Linked DNA regions of Pan troglodytes: region 1 is linked to region 2. The links are chromatin contacts, called in public Hi-C maps. All regions are on one chromosome and are shown on one strand. Each heading gives the region's core, a stretch centred on a gene start, on an enhancer-like site or on the middle of the called end of the contact. The rest is flanking DNA. Distances are from core to core; before and after follow the strand shown. Region 1 overlaps RAB11FIP4 (RAB11 family interacting protein 4). Region 2 overlaps RAB11FIP4 (RAB11 family interacting protein 4).

Evidence for each region. Hi-C and Micro-C count contacts between places; a contact is called where the count stands out from the background.
Region 1: a contact with region 2 is called in a Hi-C map of induced pluripotent stem cells, with 4 times the contacts expected there. The contact joins two enhancer-like sites. A contact is called at or near these places in 5 of 7 Hi-C or Micro-C datasets (blood, induced pluripotent stem cells, a lymphoblastoid cell line and 1 more).

The regions. Positions count from the first base shown.
Region 1 is chr19:36,177,889-36,183,106 of NHGRI_mPanTro3-v2.0_pri, reverse strand. It overlaps RAB11FIP4 (RAB11 family interacting protein 4), which reads left to right. Exons shown (of 15, transcript XM_016932058.4): 2 at 1,372-1,459; 3 at 3,594-3,682. Among named protein-coding and RNA genes, the nearest start is that of RAB11FIP4, 41 kb to the left of the region's middle. Within about 2 kb of position 1,821, at least 5 of the 24 cell types and tissues checked have an H3K27ac peak or open chromatin away from gene starts, as enhancers often do. A contact at or near this core is called in induced pluripotent stem cells, where this site is marked.
Region 2 is chr19:36,086,512-36,091,688 of NHGRI_mPanTro3-v2.0_pri, reverse strand. RAB11FIP4 (RAB11 family interacting protein 4) reads left to right here. Exons shown (of 15, transcript XM_016932058.4): 7 at 276-311; 8 at 1,428-1,527; 9 at 1,809-1,912; 10 at 3,007-3,147. Among named protein-coding and RNA genes, the nearest start is that of TRNAT-CGU, 25 kb to the right of the region's middle. Within about 2 kb of position 3,423, at least 3 of the 24 cell types and tissues checked have an H3K27ac peak or open chromatin away from gene starts, as enhancers often do. A contact at or near this core is called in induced pluripotent stem cells, where this site is marked.

The sequences.
Region 1 (5,218 bases), core at 572-3,071, 93 kb before region 2:
CAGCTCACTGCAACCTCTGCCTCCCAGGTTCATGCCATTCTCCTGCCTCAGCCTCCCGAGTAGCTAGGACTACAGGCGCCCGCCACGACGCCCGGCTAATTTTTTTTGTATTTTTAGTAGAGACGGGGTTTCACCATGTTAGCCAGGATGGTCTCGATCTCCTGACCTCGTGATCTACCCGCCTCGGCCTCCCAAAGTGCTGGGATTACAGGTGTGAGCCACCGCGCCCGGCCTGGAGTTTGGATTTTTATCCTAAGTGTGGTGGAATGATACTGGAAGGTTTTAGGCAGAGGAGTGGGTGACACGATCCAGTTAGACTTGCATGATCCAGGAGAGACAGGATGATGGCTATGACCAGGTGGGGCTCCTGGGTGGTGTGGGAAATGAGGGAGCTGTGGGATACAGTGGGAGCATGGATTGAATGTGAGTAACAGTGAGCAGACGCAGTGATGCTGAAGAACCCTGCAGTGGCAGGAAGGGAGGGAGGACGGGGTCAGGGAGTGGGACATTTGATGGGTGGTATTGGAGGGGGTGATCACTGGGTTGACCAAGGGACTTGGTGCCTGAGGTGGAATATGAGGCAAAAAGAAAGTCAAGGATCTGAGAGGCCAGGGGTTGATGGGTCATCACACAGCTACAGGAACCCCCAAAGATGAATTGTAAAAGCAAAAAGCTGGAAATAACCAAAATGCCCAGCTATTAGGGGTGGTGAAGTAAATTATGATGAACCCACCGGGCAGAATGTGTTACAGCCACTAACAACGTGGGTTGTACACACCAAGCAGCATGGAAACTGTTTCTGTCCTACCTCCTGTTACACGGGAGAGAAACTCTCCAACCTCAGGGATGGCTGACTCTGCCAGGGGAAAACTTACTTCCTTATTCATCTAACACTCTTCATTGAAGTGCAAGGTACAAATAGAACAGAAAAGTTCATCAGCCACCAGTGTCCATCTCAGTGAGTTTCCCCATCTAGCCAGCACCTAGAACAAGAAATAGAACAAGAGAAATGGTGGGATTTCTGGGTCTTTTACAATGAGTTTGTGTCTCTTTTGTGTGAAAGAAACCAATTTTAAAACATTGGCAGAGCCTCGGCTTTCATTGTGCAGCCCCTGGGGGAAAGAGGCTTGGCCCCTGAAGCCGTGTGCTCAGGGAGGAGCCGGTGTTGGCTCTGCTTTTCTTTGCCCGAGTTGTCTGTCACCATGGGGAGAATAAAGTGGCCCCATGGCTGATACTGACCCCAGGGTGAGGGTAAGAGGACTGGGCGGGGACACTGGTGTCCCTCCCTCCCTCACAGCCTCCCCACCCAGCTCCCTGAGTCTTCGGGAGATCCTTGGGTGTCTCACACCTGTCCCTGCTTCATTCCCACAGGTGGAAAAACTTGTGAAATATTTGGATCCCAACGACCTGGGGAGAATCAACTTCAAGGACTTTTGCCGGGGCGTGTTCGCCATGAAAGGTGAGGTCTTCCTGGGAGGCTTTCCCAGGCGCTCTCCGGTCCTGCCCAGCTGGGGAAGCTGGTGTGACTGGGGCCCCAGCCTGGATTCCTCCCCACAGGGGTCCCAGAGCCCAGGATGGGCCAGAAGTCGGTTCTGCCTCTGGCTTCCGGGGGGGCCAGAGGGGAAGGACACTGTTGCCCCAGCCGTGGGGGGCTGTGGTCTCACCCATGGAGGTCACTTCTGCCCTTCCCCTTGTCTGCCCGCCTCTAGAGAAAGCCTCCTTCCCTGCTTTTCTGTCCTCTTCCTCTCTCTCCCGCTCTGGGGTGACCAAACCCAATGAGTCTCCTGGGATGTGGGAGGGACTCCAGTTTTAAGACCAGGGCAGTCCTGGGCAAACCTGGACAAAGCGCTGGTCACATGACTGCCCGCCTCCCTCTGAGCTGCTGCTTTTGTGTCCTCCCTGCTCCCGCCTCCTCTTTTTTTTTTTTTTTTTTGAGACAGGGTCTGGCTTTGTCGCCCAGGCTACTGGAGTGCAGTGCCACTATCATGGCTCCCTGCAGCTTCAACCTCCTGGGCTCAAGCAATCCTCCTGCCTCAGCCTCCTGAGTAGCTGAGACTACAGGAGGTACACCACCATGCCTGGCTAATTTTTGTATTTTAAGTAGAGATGGAGTTTTGTCACGTTGTCCAGCCTGGTCTTGAACTCCTGAGATCAAGTGACCCTCCCATCTCAGTCTCCCAAAGTTCTGGGATTACAGGCATCAGCCTCCATGCCCTGCCCTCTCTTCCTCTTAATTCTTCCTAATTCCTGCCTTTCTTCCTTGCCCCTGCTTCCAGTTTTAAGGGGACAATATAAATCCCACTGTCTTGTCCCAAAAATTCAAAGGCCAGTTGTGAGAAACTTGCAGGAATCAGAATATGGCCACTCACTTACTACTAAGCTGTTTATCTGAGACAGTGAGGGCCAGGCACGGTGGCTCACACCTATAGTCTCAGCACTTTTTGGGAGGCCGAGGCAGGCAGATTGCTTGATCTCAGGTGGATCACTTGAGTCCAGGAGTTTGAGACCAGCCTGGCCAACATGGCGAAACCTCGTCTCTACAAAAAATACAAAAAATTAGCCGGGCATTCTGGTGTGTGCCTATGGTCCCAGCTACCTGGGAGGCTAAGGTGGGAGGATCACCTGAGCCCAGGAAGTTGAGGCTGCAGTGAGCTGAGGTCACGCCACTGCAGTCCAGCCTGGGTAACAGAGTAAGAACCTGTCTCAAAAAAGAAAATAATCTGAGACAGTGGCATAGGTCACCAGCCAGGTGGGCTTGCTAAGGCCTCCCCACTAGCTGCAGAGAGAATGGAGTCACTTCTGGAGTCCCAGGGTGTCTGGTTATCTGTGAAGGAAGCCATGGTTTCCTGTCTGCGGCTCAGATCAAGTTTAGCCCTTTTCTGTGGGGTGCCTATGAGTCCTGGGAGGGTGGAACGATGCAGGGTGAGGGATGAAGGGAACCAAATACACGGTGCAGGGGGCACAGAACACAGAAGGTGCCCAGGGAAGGTTTTCTGCGTGGATTTGACAATGGGCCACTGCAGACTGCACCTGCCATGTGCCTGTGCCAGGCGTTTTGTCAGGTCCCCCTCCCAGTTCAGTACAACCTTGGGGCGTTTGGTTGGGATCTCAGGAGCGAGGCCAGCCGTGTACAGAGTCAGCAGGAACTGCAGCTGTCCTGCGGGCGGCCCTGTCCTGGACATCCCAGGGTCTGCAGGACACGGGGGGCGCCCAGCCTCGGAGGAATGGGTGTGTTTGCTTTCTCCAGAGGCTGGCACAGTCGTTTGGAGTCCCTGCGAGCCAGGTGGGCAGCACTGCCTTAGGTCCCCTCCCCCAGGAAGGCCTCCTTCCTTCCTGTTGCCCCAGCCTGCCCTCTGTGTGTGGGAATTAGTCTCAGAGGACAAGGGGCTCTTGCAGCTCCCTCCACAGTGCCTTGAGCTGAGTTCCCCACCGCCTGGGCTCCATCCCTGCCTTCCAGTGCTCAGCTGGCCTCCTGGAGCCTCGGGCCCCCACCTCAGCCCTTCCCACCCTATGCCCATTAGTCAGAAGCAGAGCAGCCGTCCCAGGCTGAGGCTCAACCCCTCACTGTCCCGTGTGTCTGCCTGTCTGCGCAGGGTGCGAGGAGCTGCTGAAGGATGTGCTGTCGGTGGAGAGCGCGGGGACGCTGCCGTGCGCGCCAGAGATCCCAGACTGCGTGGAGCAGGTAAGGCTTGGGGGGCCTCAAGGACCTCCATGGCTCTGCCTCCTCCTTCTTGGTCTTGCCTTTGCTCCATTTTCAGTATCTGGGAGGACCCAGAACCTCCCTCTGAGGACCCTTCTTGAGCATCAAAGTCAAGAAATAGTTTTTGGAACAGGAGCCCTGAGGCCCCTTGGGAAGCCCCAGCAGAATGTGTAACAGCTGGGGGTCCTCACCCAGCAACTTTATTTCCCATCTGTGGCACGGAGGAGAGACTGAGTTCCAGACAGGGAAAGTGACAAGTGGAGGGGAGGCAGGACTAGAATTGTTTCCTTTTCTTCTGCACCATCGCTCTCTGAGCTGAACGCTTCCTGTTTGTTTCTTTTCAAACAACAACGAATTCTCCAGTTCTCTGACACTAACTGGTGTCCAGCAATCAGTTCCACCTGCCACTAACTACCCAGCATTAGCACAGACTCCATGAGTCAAGGTCAACTCCATGAGACTGCCCCACCTCCCACGCCAGCTGCAGTTCTTCCTGGATAACTGCAAACACAGGGTTCCCAGGACCACCTCCCTCGGGCTGGGTAATTCACTGGAAACCCTCAGGAAATGGTTGTACTTACGATGATCAGCGTATTACAAAGGATACAACTCAGGATTAGCCACACGGAAGAGATGTACAAGACAGGGTATGGGGAGCAGGGATGCAGAGCTTCCGCACCTTCGCTTAGGGGCGCTGCCTCCCAGCACATCACCGTGCTACCAGCACCCGGGCTCTCTGCATCTCATTGTTCAAGAATTTGTAGGCCTGGCATGATGGCTGATGCTTGTAATCCCAGCACTTTGGGATGCTGAGGCAGGAGGACAGCTTGAGCCCAGGAGTTTGAGAGCAGCCTGGGCAAGATGGTGAGACCCCGTCTCTACATAAAAATTTAAAATTAGCTGGATGTGGTGGTGCACACCTGTAGTCTCAGCTACTGGGGAGACTGAGGTGGGAGGAGCACTTGAGCCCAGTAGTTTGAGACTTCAGTGAGCTGTGATTGTGCTACTGCACTCCAGCCAGCCTGGGTGACAGGGCCAGACTCATCTCCAAAAATCAAACAGTTTTTACAACCCAGTCTCCAGCCCCTCTCCTCTGCCTGGAGGTTGGGGGTAGGTGGGAAGGTGAGAAAGTTCCCACCTTATTGTATGCTTGGTCTTTCTGGTGACCAACCCCATCCTGAAGCTCTGTATCAGGAAGCGGGACAAAGACCACGGTCCCCAAGGCTCTGTTTTACTGTTATCATCGCCTAATGGTGTGTTTCTTATAAAACTTTGAACTAGTTTTCCAAGCAGTGCGGCTTCATCCTACAGAGAAACAGTTGAAGGTGCACAAGCTGACAACCAGCGAGGTCCCTCCTGGTGGCAACACCCAGAACTAGAAGAGGATGATTTTGATTTCTTACCCAGCCCAACCCCCAAACCTTTTCCCCAGTTCTGATGGGTGCCTCCTCTGGACCCCAAAACATGAGTATGTTTATAGCTGAAGGAGATCCAGGACCCCAGAGGCCACTTTGGCTG
Region 2 (5,177 bases), core at 2,174-4,673:
GGGGGCCAGGGCAGGGCCTGGAGGGAGAAGCTACGGGCATGGCGAGGCGACCCCTGCTGTCTGGGCAGGTGAGAGCTCTCAGAGGAGGGTTGATCCAGGGGCTTTTTCTGCCACAGGAAATCAGGCTGTTTCTTCTCAGGACCAAGCTGACTAGTGAATTCCTTTCAGTGGGAGGGAAGAGCCTTGTCCTGCACTGTGGTGTCTTACAGCTAGGACAGAGTAAGGGAGTGGAGTAGAACCCCTCTGTTCAATGACTGTTTCCTTTCTCTCTCTAGCCCCAACCGAAAGATCTCCAGCACGGCCTTTGGACGGTAAGGCCCGCCTCGAGGGAGGGCAAATTGAGTGCTGTCCCCATGCTGCCCACTGGCCGGGGCTCCCTGCCAGCAGCCCAGACTCAGCTGGTGCCCGCATGTGGCTGAGTGAGCAGAGGGGAACGAGGCCATCCCAGGGCAGTGCAGCCAGGGCAGCGTCACTTCTGAAAAAGAGGGGCCAGCTCCTCCCTGCTCTCTCCCCACCCCTTGTCCCTTCTTCAAATCCTAGGTCACCTTGACTTCAGGCAGGCATGCCAGGGATGCCCTGAGAGAGACAGAGCACCCCACAGCGTTCAGTGCCCTTCCTGCCTCTTGGAGCTGGCAGCCATACTCAATAAAGAGACCCCAGGTTTCCTGCAGGCGGGGATCTGGGCATGAGTGTGCGCCATTGGGGCTGGTCACTTTGCTCCAATTAAGTCCTGCGGCAGTTCAGTGTGGCCCCAGGTCCACACTCAGGGCTCTGGGAGCTGGCAGCAAGGGCCCAGGAGCTATGTGGGTTGGCCTCTTGGCAGAGACCCTGGCTGCTGCCTATCAGGGAGCTGGAAGGGGATGTCACTGGGGGTGGCAGCTGGATTTTGCCTCAGGCACGGGTTAGCTCAGCAGGCCCAGTCCCACCCCAGCTCACTGCTCTGCAAGGCCTGGAGAATTCTCTGCCTTTGCCATCCCCCAGAGTTCCCAGAGACGTAGCAGGAGCCAGCTTGGTGGAGAGGCTCAAGCCTCAGGAGGCCCAGACCCTCTTCCAGGGCCATGGAGCTGGGCTACCTCCTTGGGGGCTTCCCCACTGGAAGAGGAGGGGGCTCACGTGCCAGCTGAGGTCACTGGGTAGCTGCAGGCCAGCATGCTGGCGTGAAGAGGGTTCTGAGGCCGCAGGAGAAGCTGTGCGTCATTGGCTGTGTCTGCCAGGGGACCCCGGGGGTCTGTACAGCCCATTTGCCATCCTCTGGGCGGGGTGATCCGCTGAGTTTGGCAACATTCTTCCTCTCAGGCTGAGTGAGGGCAGCCTCCTTAAAGGGGCAGACCCCCTGGGGTACTGGATGCTCGCCTAGCCAGTAGTGTGAGTAGGCCCCTGTCTCTGGAAGGCCCCTGCAGCCAGACACCCTCCTCCCACCCCTGCAGGCAGCTCATGCACAGCAGCAACTTCAGCAGCAGCAATGGCAGCACCGAAGACCTGTTCCGGGACAGCATTGACTCTTGCGACAATGACATCACAGAGAAGGTGGGCCTTGGGTGGCTGGAGAAGGGACTGAATGCATGCCTGCTCCCAGGGGAGATGGGGTGCACTCAGGCTACTGTCTGGGGACTTGGGAGACCCTGTACCTGCCTAGGAATTGGGGGCAGGTGGCCCTGGTCACGTGTTCCCCACCCCCCCACCCCACACATGACCGTTCTCGGATACACAGTGGTTTGGAGGTCCTGCTCATGAACCTCATGGCGTCGAGGTTCTCGGTTCTGTGGCCTCAGAGGTCTTCTCCACCCCACCCCGGCCCCCTGCTGCAGGTAAGCTTCCTGGAAAAGAAGGTGACAGAGCTGGAGAATGACAGCCTGACCAATGGGGACCTGAAGAGCAAGCTGAAGCAAGAGAACACACAGCTGGTGCACAGGTCAAGCAGGCAGCGGCGCTGGGGGCTCAGCCGTGACGCTGGGGAACAAAGCGGGGGTCCATCTTGCTAAGACCTCCGGGAGGAGGCAGCCTCATGCCTTTGCAGCTCTGAGGGTCTGTGACGCATCAGCCTCTTGTCACATGGCCCTGCCCACATGTGGTGCCCAGGACAGGACCTTAGGGACAGGGAGACAGGTTGGAGCTTGACCTTGGCTCTAGGCCCAATGGATTCTACCCCCTGAGGTCTGAAGCCACAGGGCTGGTCCAGGATGTGAGTGGGGATCCACTGTGTCTCACTCATACAGTGACAGGAGCCTGACGTCCCTTCCTAGGGACAAGCTCTGCAGGGGACAGGCCAGTGTGAGCTGGGCGGTGGGAAGGGTCCAGCACTGCTGCTGATGGAGGTCCCCTGAGCCTGCCGTTCCTGATGCTGTCTGCAGTGGTGGATTCAGGGTTTAGTTGTCCTCACCAGATGGCATGACCCTTGGGGGACATACCCTGGCCAGGGGTCCGGTCCTCCAACTTGTCACAGGGCCCAAAGATGGGCCCTTTTGTATACCCCAGAAGGTCAGCCTGGTGGAGGGGCTGTTGCCAGTGAGACGTATCCCAGACCGAAATACCAACCAGGCTGTCACTGGGGTGCTCACATCTACGTGCCCCTGGCCCTGTCCCAGGTCTGGGGCAGACTTCAGGCCACCAGCCAGGATGTGCCTATTTTGGGAGTCAAGGTGCCCAATAAGCTGAATTATTAATCAGAGGGGTGGCCGGGAAGGAACAGCACAAAAACAAGAGGTGAGGCCTGAGGTGGTTCCGGCCAGGTGTGGCTGCAGGGACTGGTGGGGGCGGTCCCTCCCTGTGCTGCCCTGAGCGCCCCACCTTCTGACTGCCAGGCCTGCCCCTCCATGGCATGTGTGACCGACACCCCCTCTAGATGTGCGGTGTCCCTGTTCATCTCTCTGAAAGCTACTGGCCCACACGCCCTCAGTGGGCATGCCAGTGACTCAGGGTCTCGGGGCCCAGGGTCCCCCGTGCCACAGCCTGGGTTGGGGTGAAATGGTGCAGGCCCCAAGAGCTTGCCCGTTGCGCTGTCCTCAGGGTGCATGAGCTGGAGGAGATGGTGAAGGATCAGGAGACCACGGCCGAGCAGGCTCTGGAGGAGGAGGCGCGGCGCCACCGCGAGGCCTACGGCAAGCTGGAGAGGGAGAAGGCTACCGAGGTGGAGCTGCTCAATGCCAGGTGGGCCCCTCCACCGAGCCCCCTCCCTCAGAGGGACCCCCTGTCCTGGGGCAGCCCTGTGGGATAGGCGCTATCCCCATTTTATAGATGGGGGAATGTGAGGCTGAGGGGCAGCCTCTTGAGACTTCCCAGTAGTAACAGTTCCACTTTAATACCACGAGAAACACAGAGGCATGCTCTTCAGGAAGTTCGCTAAGGAATGTTCCCAGGAGCGTGGCTCACATTTGGTAATGCAAACCACACAAATGTCTGTCAGAGAAAAGGGCCTGGGCTGGGTCTCACATCCAGGCCTGGAGCGCCCCCTGCTGTCAGGTTCTCCCCTGACCCCTGGTGGACTGAGCCAGAGCCCCAGGGCCAAGGTAAATGGAAAACCCGGTTCCTGTGCCTTGCGTGTACCTGTGACTTCGTCATTGGAACGTGAGGCAGGCGGGACAAGGAGCAGCCCCGGGCCAGGGATCTGAGTTGGTCTCCCATTAGCTCCATGGCCTTGGACGTACTGGGTCACCTCCCTGTGTGCCCCACAGAGCGGCTGTGTGGGTGGGTGAGCCGATGTAAGTCCAGACCCTGCCCACGGGTGAGGGCTATGATGATGCCTCTGTGATGAAGCCCCTTTGCGGCCCTTGACCGAGGCCGAGGAGGCCGCCTGGGCTTCTGGCAGAGAGGACAGCTGCCCTGGCACTCCTCAGGCCCCCTGAGGCCCCAGTCTCCATGCTGAGGCTTCCCAGAGTTGCCGAGCCCCACCTGGCGGCTGGTGGGCTGCTGAGCAAATGACTGGGAGTTGGGCTCTCAGGCAGGTACCTCCCTGCCCCCGTGTCCCTGCCCCTGTGCAGTTTGGTGAGGAGACTTCCCAACTCCCCGGTGTCTGAGACCTGCTTTGCTAAGTTACCCACCAGGGGTTCATTTTACATTTTGACTCTATTCTAGAAGCTGCTGTTTTGCATCTGTTTCTGGAGGCTGGTGCCTAGTTAAGGGTGACTGCTCTCACTCAGCCCGCCTCGGCAGCTGGCCCAAGAGAGGTGGCTGGGACACGGGAGGTGGTAAAAGACAGTGTGAACCTGGGCCACAGGACAAAGTGCAGAAAGCCAGCCCTCGGGAACTGTCTCCTAACGTGTGCCCGTCACACAGCTCCGGGGGCGCCATTCGTGTAAAATATCCGAGTGGTGTTCCCAGAGTCCTGCCGTATGCTTGGTTCCCTACCACTTCCACCCGCTTGGGGCCACCTGCTGGTGGTGGGGCTGAATTCCTCTCTGGAGCCCAGAGGGCAGTGGAGGCCCAGAAGCCATCTTTCCAGGAAAGAGGACGTGATGGGGAGGTGGTGGGTCGAGAACGGGATGCTCTGCAGGAGTCACTGCCAGAAGTGACCCTGTTCAGTTCTGCTGCCACCGACGGCCCAACTCACCTGCACCTATTCTCAGACCATTTAAAACCGACCTGAGGCCGGGCACAGTGGCTCACGCCTATAATCCCAGCACTTTCGGAGGCCGAGGCAGGTGGATCACGAGGTCAGGAAACGGAGACCATCCTGGCCAACATGGTGAAACCCCATCTCTACTAAAAATACAAAAATTAGCCAGGCGTGGTGGTGCGCGCCTGTAGTCCCAGCTGCTCGGGAGGTTGAGGCAGGAGAATCGCTTGAACCCGGGAGGCAGAGGTTGCAGTGAGCTGAGGTCACGCCACTGAGACTCCGTCTCAAAACAGACAAACAAACAAAAAACTGACCTGAACACCCAGGCTCTGTCTTCTTGTGGAATCCCTTTAGGATTCCCTTTATGGAATTCCTGTGTGAACGCTAACACAGAGGATTATTACTGTCAGAGCCCGTGCCTGTGGTCATCAGAGGGAGGTGCAGTGAGCGCTCAGAGAAGAGCCCTGGATGAGATGCTGTTGGCGGAGAATGAAAAGCCAATATGATCATTGCCTTCAAATTACAGAGTCTAACAGGAGGGCCCAGTCACAGAAGCCACAAGAAGACTGTTTCTCCATCTAGCAGAAAGACATCCCCGTGTTGTCTGAGGATCTGAAGGATGCAC